Linked DNA regions of Sus scrofa: region 2 is linked to region 1. The links are chromatin contacts, called in public Hi-C maps. All regions are on one chromosome and are shown on one strand. The core of a region is the stretch at or near the end of the contact, and the rest is flanking DNA. Distances in the headings are between cores, read along the strand shown. Region 1 has its middle 50 kb from the start of PDLIM1. Region 2 overlaps PDLIM1 (PDZ and LIM domain 1).

The links. Hi-C and Micro-C count contacts between places; a contact is called where the count stands out from the background.
Region 2: a Hi-C map of omental adipose tissue shows a contact between it and region 1, with 1.6 times the contacts expected there. The contact joins two enhancer-like sites. A contact is called at or near these places in 1 of 5 promoter capture datasets (liver), 12 of 47 Hi-C or Micro-C datasets (embryonic fibroblasts, fetal heart ventricle, heart right ventricle and 7 more) and 1 of 2 datasets of contacts at active chromatin or transcription factors (skeletal muscle).

Annotation. Positions count from the first base shown.
Region 1 is chr14:106,840,993-106,845,506 of Sscrofa11.1, forward strand. No RefSeq gene overlaps it. Among named protein-coding and RNA genes, the nearest start is that of PDLIM1, 50 kb to the left of the region's middle. Within about 2 kb of position 2,774, at least 1 of the 83 cell types and tissues checked has an H3K27ac peak or open chromatin away from gene starts, as enhancers often do. A contact at or near this core is called in omental adipose tissue, where this site is marked.
Region 2 is chr14:106,740,930-106,745,280 of Sscrofa11.1, forward strand. PDLIM1 (PDZ and LIM domain 1) reads right to left here. Exons shown (of 7, transcript NM_001315778.1): 6 at 4,194-4,311; 7 at 3,391-3,739. The coding sequence ends at 3,553. Among named protein-coding and RNA genes, the nearest start is that of PDLIM1, 51 kb to the right of the region's middle. Within about 2 kb of position 2,317, at least 6 of the 83 cell types and tissues checked have an H3K27ac peak or open chromatin away from gene starts, as enhancers often do. A contact at or near this core is called in omental adipose tissue, where this site is marked.

The DNA of each region.
Region 1 (4,514 bases), core at 1,524-4,023:
GGTTAAGGATCCGGTGTTGCCATGAGCTGTGGTGTAGGTTGCAGACGCGGCTTGGATCCCGCTTTGCTGTGGCTCTGGCGTAGGCCGGTGGCTACAGCTCTGATTGAATCCCTAGCCTGGGAACCTCCATATGCTGCAGGAGCGGCCCTAGAAAAGACAAAAAGAAAAAGGCATCCTTAAAGTCTAGTTCTGTGGCCAATTTGCATTCTCTGGGACTTGGGTCAGTATGTTATATGCATTAGGGACTATCAGGAACTGGAAGTACTGCTTCACTAACTGCCTTCAGGTCTTGAAAAAATCTGTGCTCTCCACTTTCACTTTTTAATGGGCAGAACCAGTGTATTTCATGGAAATTGGCAGGGTAGTAACAGCCCACATTTTAAGAACTTGGTTATTAAAGCCTGGATACCTCACTGGGCCTTGGTCTTAAGGGATATTGTTTTTTTTTCCACGGGCAATCAGAAGTGGGTTTCAGTGAAATCTAAACTGGGGGCACATAAGTAGCTTGGCCAGGAACCCAGGTGTCCTGGATGGAGGGGTTTACTTGAGAAACAATATGGGGTGGGAGGAAGAGCTCCTCTGGTTTGGGACTAAGGGAGGCTCCCGTGACCAAGAGAAGCTGTTTTCCCCTGGGGGGTCTCCAAATTGATCTCTTGTCTGGATTTGAGCTGAGCAAATCTCTTGCCAACAGGAAGATGAGGTACTCTGGTATGAGCAGAGAATGGCTGCAAAGGTAAAATTTCCAAGTAAGAACCTAAGCAGGTGGGGGAATCAGTTGGCTCTGGGCCATCCATCGATCCCTATTGCTATACAGGACAAGATGGACAAGGGTCCAGAGAAAGCAGTCAGCAAAGAGAAGGCAGCCCCCCATCTAAGGAAAACCTTTGCTACCTGCCACATCAAGGGTTACCCAAGGCTCCTCTGGGAAAATGCCTAGGTGTCCTTTGGGGTCCAGGGAGGGTCCTCGGCCCCCTCAGTCTTTAGTCCACTCGGCCTCCATTGGTTTGGGAGCCCCAATTCCCCTTCGGAACTGGGGCAGTACCTCTTCCAGTGGCCCTCTCATTTTCACCTCCGATTTTCTCCATATAGTGGGCATTCATCCTCCAGACAGCACTTAAAACAAGTCCCTTCTTGGTGGGACAGTGCCTCTGATCCAGATTTGCTAGATGCTGCCCTACCATGGGCTTTCCCAAGGAGTGCAGGATTGGGTATAACCCTGAGGAGGTACAGGGGTTAAGTCTGCCTTTTGTTGTCCCTGAATCCTTTGTGCTTCCTCAGTCCTATTGTTAATACTCCATAGGCCAAGTCCATGAGCTGATTCTTGGGGCTTTGGGGTCCCATAGATCCCTTCTGGAATTTCCTGCTGATATCTGGGGCAGATTGATAAAATGGATATTCACAAGGATGTGGCTTTTGGTGGTATCAGGATTAATATAGGTGTATGACTTCTAAAGGCTTCAACCAGGCAGCCCTGGAAGAGGGCAGTTTCTCATCTTTCCCTGTATCACTTCTCTGATTTTGTTAAATTTAACAGGCTTAACAACACACCACTTCATCCCTTCTATGAGGCAAGTTATCATGTGGTTCTTGGGTTCAAGCCCTCTATCTCCTGTTGGTAGTCCCAGTGGTGGTCTTGATTGGTGATTGCACCCCACTCCCTGTAAGGTCGATTTTATGCCCTTGGAGAGGAGAACTTGTGGGTCCCCCAAGGAAGTTCATAGGAGATTGTCAGCTTGGTGTATTCCTCTACAAACAAACCACAGTCCTCAGAAAAACATTCTCTTTGCAAGTAGCTAGGTCCTCCACAGCCATAGGAAAAGGGACATGGACTCTGATTGTTCTTCTGTCGCCAGCCAGCACTTCCCTTAAGACACAGAGTTTAGTACTGGGAGGCTGGTCGGGATCCCAGCTTCATGTGTTACTGGCAGGACTCACTTTCAATAAAAAGAGGGTACAGGATAGGGCTGGGGTGAGAAGGTGGTGGATTTCCAACAGCCCAGGTGGGGTGCTAGGGGTAGATGATCTGGAAGAATGTCCTTCCTCAGAATTTGGGGGTGGGGGAGTGGGAGTTCTGGGTTGTGGGCCTTGAGGAGCTGGACTCATAAAGGGATCATCTAAACACAACAGGCTTCTGTGGGAAAAGAAGTCACACTGAAGGGGTGTGATCCAGGCCCACCCAGCAAGAGTTTTCTAGACCTGGATCTCAGAATAGGGTCATGAACGTTGGATGTGTGAGACTTCCTCCCATTTACTTTCCTTTTTACAAAATAGGTCCAGCTGCAAGATGGTATTGTAATTCAATTATTTTCTGGCCAGATCCCTTAGTTCCCTAGTTTGTATGGGGGCCATGCAATGTTGCAAAAGAAAACTAATTTCTCTTTTTTTTAATCCATCTTGTCTAAGTTTACCCCAGTTAGCCAATATACATCCTATTGGGCAGTCCTTTGGGGTGCTTGTAGTCGCCCCCATGTTTGGTTCAGATGTCATGATGAGACAGGGGCCTGACAGACCCTGGCCAAATAGTAGTTATCAGTTCTGGTGCTCTCCCAGTGTCCTTGATCTCCCAAAAATATAAAGGAGTGTACAGCTAAGGACTTCAGTGGATGGGACCCCCTTAAGTGGATGTTGCAGAATCAACTTCTCTTGGCAGTTAAAAAGATAAAAATAATTGACCCGATCCATGATTGCCCCTGACTAGAGGGTAGGGAATTAAGCAGAAGAGATTTTTAATCAACTAAGCAGAAGAAACTGGGCTTGTGGCCATCCAGCCATCAGAAAGGGTTTGTTTGGCAAAGGTAGCAGTGAGATCCCCATGAGCTCCCAAAGTCTACCTGTTCAGAAGCCCGAGAAGGCCCCCAAATTCGTTCAGGAGAAGAATACAAGCCAGCAGGAGAAACCAGAATGCCAAGGCCTAAACCCTTCAGAGAGGTGGGGAGGAGACCTAGGCCAAGAATAGGCTAAGGGAATAAATAATCTTCGTTGCCCTGTGAAAGAAAAAACGAAGTAGATGGAGCCCAAAGGGTGGGGTTGGAGTGCCACAAAGTTCTGTGATGATAGTAAGACAAGGAAAAAGTTCCCTCCAGGCTGTGCTCTTGGGATGTTTAGCAAAACAATATCAGAGCAAACATCCAAGGGGACAAAATCCTCTGTGGACTTAGCTAAAGGGCAGGCTAAAGAGGGAAACCTCTGTACAGCCTTGAGACAGAGGCAACACCCAACTTGCTGGCTGAGTAGACAGGGCTGGCTGGAGGATCCAGAGACAGTCTAAGAATTTGAGAGGAGGAAGGGAAAAGCCAGAGTGATGGATCTTGTGAATCTGAACTAAGCTAGGAAATATAAATCTAGGACCGCATGAGGGAGGAGCCCACATGTGACTTCTGCTCTGGGTGCGATGAGGCCATGCGCACAAAGGGAGGGCCAGGGCCTCAGATCTACTGGAGGTCTCCCATATCCTTCCACCTGGGCCCCTGGACACTGTTCCAGGGTCCCAGAAATGGAATGAGACTGGGAATGAGTGGGGAGGGTGAATTGGGCTCAAGGAGCCACGGTGGGGAAACTTAAGTGGCCAATTATTGACCATGGTCTTAATTTGGAGGTCCAGGTGGTTGTCTCATGAATCTTCGGGGGTCCAAAGAGGTAGAGTAATGGAACCAGAAAGCGAGAAAGAGGAGAGCCGGCAGAGAGAAGCCTCAGGCTCAGTGGACTCCTTCACAGCTAGAGAGCTGGTCTCTGCCAGATCCTGTGGACAGCATCAGCTGTCACCGAAGAGGCTACTTGATCTTCATGGGGGCTTGGTGAAGATTATACTCCTTGGGAGTTCTCATCACGGCTCAGTGGTTGACAAATCCAACTAGGAACCATGAGGTTGCAGGTTCTATCCCTGGCCCCACTCAGTGGGTTAAAGACCAGGCGTTGCCGTGAGCTGTGGTGTAGGTCACAGATGGGGCTGGGATCCCGCATTGCTGTGGCTGTGGTGTAGGCCGGCAGCTGTAGCTCCGGTTCAACCCCTAGCCTGGGAACCTCCATATGCTGTGGGTGCGGCCCTAGAAAAGACAAAAAAAGATTATGCTGCTTGAGGTACTCTGATGGTTGCCACAAAAGCTGTGGCGGGAGAGGGAAATGTCACATCCTGGGAGCTGCAGGAGTCCTTAGGATGGACCACCAAGGGAGGGTACTTAGCTTCCTGCAGGATAGAATTCAACAGCCAGTCAGAGTAAAGGAAAAGCAGGTTTATTCAGAGAAACACACATCCCATAGGCAGAATGCAGATATTCTCAGAAAATGAGAGTGGCCTTGGAGCATAGGGTCATAGGTTTTTTTGGGTTATGTAATCTCCATAGGCTAATGGGGTTAATGAGAAAAATGTTCTTACTACTTTGGCGTAGGGTGGGGATTTCCTAGGAATTGAGCCACTGCCCAATTTTTGGCTTTTTTTTTTTTTTTTTTTTTTTTTTTTGGTTCTTATCAGAACTGTCTTTGTGTGAGGAGGAGTGATTTTTAGTTTTATAAAGAAG
Region 2 (4,351 bases), core at 1,067-3,566, 100 kb before region 1:
GTAGCTCCAATTAGACCCGTAGCCTGGGAACCTCCATATGCTACAAGTGCAGCCCTAAAAAAGCAAAAAAAGAAAAAAAATTTGCTAAATTAAATGATAAACCTTTATTGACTATCTAGAGCATTCAAAATAAGATATTGAAACATTATTTACTGAACATAGGCTTCTTTTTTCAGAAAAACTAAAGCTATTTAGGACCATTAGCCAACATGTCTGGTGCTACATGGGAAACATTTTCTATAAGCAACCACTTGTTTTTTTAGAAATGTTTGCCATTCCACAGAATGTTAACGTAAAAGTTCATAATTGCTTACTTCTTCATTTTCACTAGAAATTAAGGTTTCTAAAAGTTGTCAATTGAAAAAAAAAATAAAACACAACATAAGAGCTGTGAGTTGGGTGTTATTCAGTGTCTTATTGAGAACTGTAACCTGGAAGACAGCCTCTCAGACAGCTCTGAGAAACTTCTCCATAGAGGCAGGGGAGGAGCATATATAAATATATATGAATCTTTTGGTTGGGAAATACATGTAGTCAAGCATGTATCTTGGTAAAAAAAAATTACTTAGTATAAAAAAAAAACCCACAAAAAATACTGAGTTAATGATTTTGGTGCTTACCTATGAATGGGAAGATGCAAGAATCTGAGGTCCTTGAAATTCTTCCTCAGATGTGTATCTTTCTCAGATAAGAATCTTAACTTAGGGGGGCCTCATTCCTTTCAGGAGCCTATGCTTAGTGTCTTATGCACTGTGTTCCAGGTATGGCCTGGATACAGAAGCATAGCTGACCCTAGGGAGGGTGGGCCATTAGAGGTGCCTGTCTAGAAGAGTGACACTGGGGCTTTATCCTGAAAGACTACTGACGCTAACTAAATCAAGAAGTGGAAGAAGAGCATTCCAAATCAAAGGGAATCACTGCATCAAAGTCTGTAATTCTGGCTGTCTTTTCCTCTTCAGGAAGTTGTCCAAAAGTTTAGCCATTAAAGAATGATGCAGGTCAGCTCATTCCTTCCATTTTGCCTTCATTTTAGAGTAAGCATGACAAAAACATAAAATCAGATAACTATGGTAGCCATGAAGCACAAGAAATGAGCCAAATCTGGAGTTCCCTTCGTGGCTCAGTGGTTAAGGAATCCGAATAGGAACCATGAAGTTGCAGGTTCGATCCCTGGCCTTGCTCAGTGAGTTAAGGATCCAGCGTGGCTGTGGCTGTGGCTGTGGCCAGCAGCTATGGCTCTGATCTGACCCCTAGCCTGGGAACCTCCATATGCTGCAAGAGCGGCCCAGGGAATGGCAAAAATACCAAAAAAAAAAAAAAAAAAAAAAAAAAGAAAGCAAAGAAAAAAAGAAATGAGCCAAATCTTAATCTGCTCTTGGCAGGAAATAATTTTATAAACCAAAGGCTGGAGGAAAAGAGGAGTTCTTGGCTACAAAACACAACTGGCACTTAGGATTGTAGTGCTGACTGATATCCTGTTTCATTCAGTTAGGAAATGGATTACCTCGGAGGCTGTGGGTAACAGCCTTAGTAGTAACTTGACACCCTGGTATCTGGACTTCCCTGGAAGGGAGGCACCCTCTATGTAAGACCCATTCCTCAGCAGTAATACTGTTGTTGAACGAGAAAAGACATTTAGCACATTATCTGAGGAAAGGGGCTGGAGAAAGTTCTAAGAATTTATTACCCATTCATCCCCTTCCAATCAATAAATGCCAATCACAGTTGTTACCGTATTTGTAAATGTATCAGGGGAAAAAAATTGCTGTGGTTCAGAGAGCTTTCGTTTTATGTTGATTTGCCCAAACTGTGAAGCTTTAGCCACCTTGCCTTTTATAAACTTAAGAGTTTAAAGATTAATGAATTGAAAAAAAAAAAAGAAAGAAAGAAAGAAAGAAAACCAAGAGCTTTCATATGAAGGTAAGTTTCTGTCTGAATGTTTTGCTTCAGGTTTGGCAGATTAGAAGTGCTTGGGTCTAAACTGGCTGTGGCATGTCCAAGTTTCAGGGATCTGCAGTGTGAAATCCTAGCGTTGCCATCTAACTAGAATCCTTACCACTCAACACTGACAAGCCAGTCCTTTCCTCAATGAAGGGTATTAGCTATTACCTATGTGGTGAACCTTGGTTAAGGGTAGCTGATTTGATCTTTTGGAGGAAGAAGAGTTGATGAAGAGACCCGTCTGTCTCTAGAGTGACTGGGGTGCCACTGTTTGAGCAAAAGACTCCATTAGTGGTTAGGCACCAACATATGACCTGTGGTGACTTCAGATCTCTTACCCAAGGCCCCTTCAAGGCCAGGGTTCCCCGTTTCTTCTGTGAGGAGAAAGCATTTGCCATTTCCCTGAGCAAACTGCAGGTTTAGGGCTGCTGACTATGTTCCTGTGTTATTTCCCATCACAAAGGAGAGGGGTTGTAATGGCAGCAAACCAGCCTGGGGAAGAACTTACTAGGGAGAATTTTAAGGCCAACTCATAAAGCTACCCATCTATTATCTGAAAAGGATTCACTTCCTCAGATAAGTCCCAAAACAGCCAGATGCAAAAACAGCATTTCATTATAACATAACTATCCTGGCAGTTCCTGTCGTGGCTCAGTGGTTAAAGAACCAAACTAGCACCCATGAGGACATGGGTTCAATCTCTGGCCTTACTCAGTGGTTAAGGATCTGGCATTGCCCTGAGCTGTGGTGTAGTTTGCAGATGCAGCTCGGATCCTACATTGCTGTGGCTGTGGCATAGGCCAGTGGCTACAGCTCCGAATTGATCCCTCGCTTGGGAACCTCCATATGCTGTGTGTGCGGCCCTAAGAAAAAAAGACCAAAAAAAAAAAAAAAAACCTATCTTTTTCTATTGGGTGGCCATGTCCACAGCATGCAGAAGTTTCCAGGCCAGGGATCAAAGCAGAGCCACGGCAGGGACCCGAGCCGCTGCAGTGGCCAATACCAAATCCTTAACCCACTGTGCCACAAGGACACTCCATAACTAGCTTTTATTAGCATCAGAGAAAGATAATTTGGAGTAAGCTTCAAATAAATATAAGACCAAAGCTGGTTCAGATACCAGTTTTCTCACACCCGGACGAGAAGGTCTGCAAATCTCAGAGGATTGGGAACCTCAAATCAAGAGGAGAGGCCTTAGAAATCTCATCTGGCTTGAAACAGGAAATAGGATCCATGTCACATGATGAAAGAGACATCACACTGCCTTGGAGTCTATTAATTTATTGAGTAAATATGAAATCATTGTCAGACATACTAAATTCAGCTGGTTCAACTTTGGCAGATGTCCATTTGCAGCAGAGATGAATGGAGGTGAAGAGGAGACACAGTGCCGCTGGCAAGGGGACACTGAGCAGAACCATCTTCTGTTAATTATAAAGGCGGGCATCACACAGCCAGTGTGAGTCAGTTAGCAGAGGGGATGTGACATTTAATGAGCAGAAATCAAACTGAAGTAAACGAGCACTTTCAAGAAGATAGAGGCCCCAGCTTTCAGAGAACAAGACGCCACCAGGGACTCGTAGGAGAAACGTTTGGTGCCAAGCTGCCGGCTCACTTGGGAAACACAGTGACCACGTCGTAGCCCTCGGGTGGAATGACCCGCTCCCGGGCGTGCTTTTCACAGTAGATCTGATCCTCCACAAAGAAATGGCCCTTCTGTTTCAGGTTGGTGCCACAGTCGGTGCACACGTAACACTCAGGGTGGCGGTGACGGTCCCGCAGTTTCACAAACACGCCACTGCGGGGGTGTGGGGGGAAGGAAAGGGGCTCCGTTAGTGACCAGCACCTGAAGGTGGCACCAGGCTGGGGACTCCTCCCAGGGGAACCATCAAAGGACTGTGCCATCAAAGGGCAGATCAGGGCCTCCCAACCGGCCTCCAGGCATGAAGGGGCTTCTCATCCCTGGGGTCCAGAGAGATTACCCCTGAAGCCTCTGGAAGTCCTTCCCACTTCAACAGAGCAGCCTTGCTTTTTCTGGTTTTATATGTTCACACCCTAAGAGTTTCCACGGCCAAAGAAAGCCTTCACCACCTGGCTCTGGGACATAGGACCCCCTTGGCCTCTCTGCTCCATTTCCAGGCAGGATTTTTCTCTCCATCACACCCCAAATGTGCAACATCCAGCACGTTCTGCATTTCCATGGTTTACCTAACCTGCAGGGCCTCAGATACCTGGGAAAGGGAGGTACTCACACAATGCCAGTGCCACATTTGTCACACATGGGCAACTTCTGGGCATTGCCAATCGATGCAGCCACTTTGGTGACTGGAGCCTTAACACTTCTGAATCCTGAGGGCTTGTTGGGATCCCCTAAAATGAGAAAAACATTTGGGTTGGTCAGGAAGGGAAA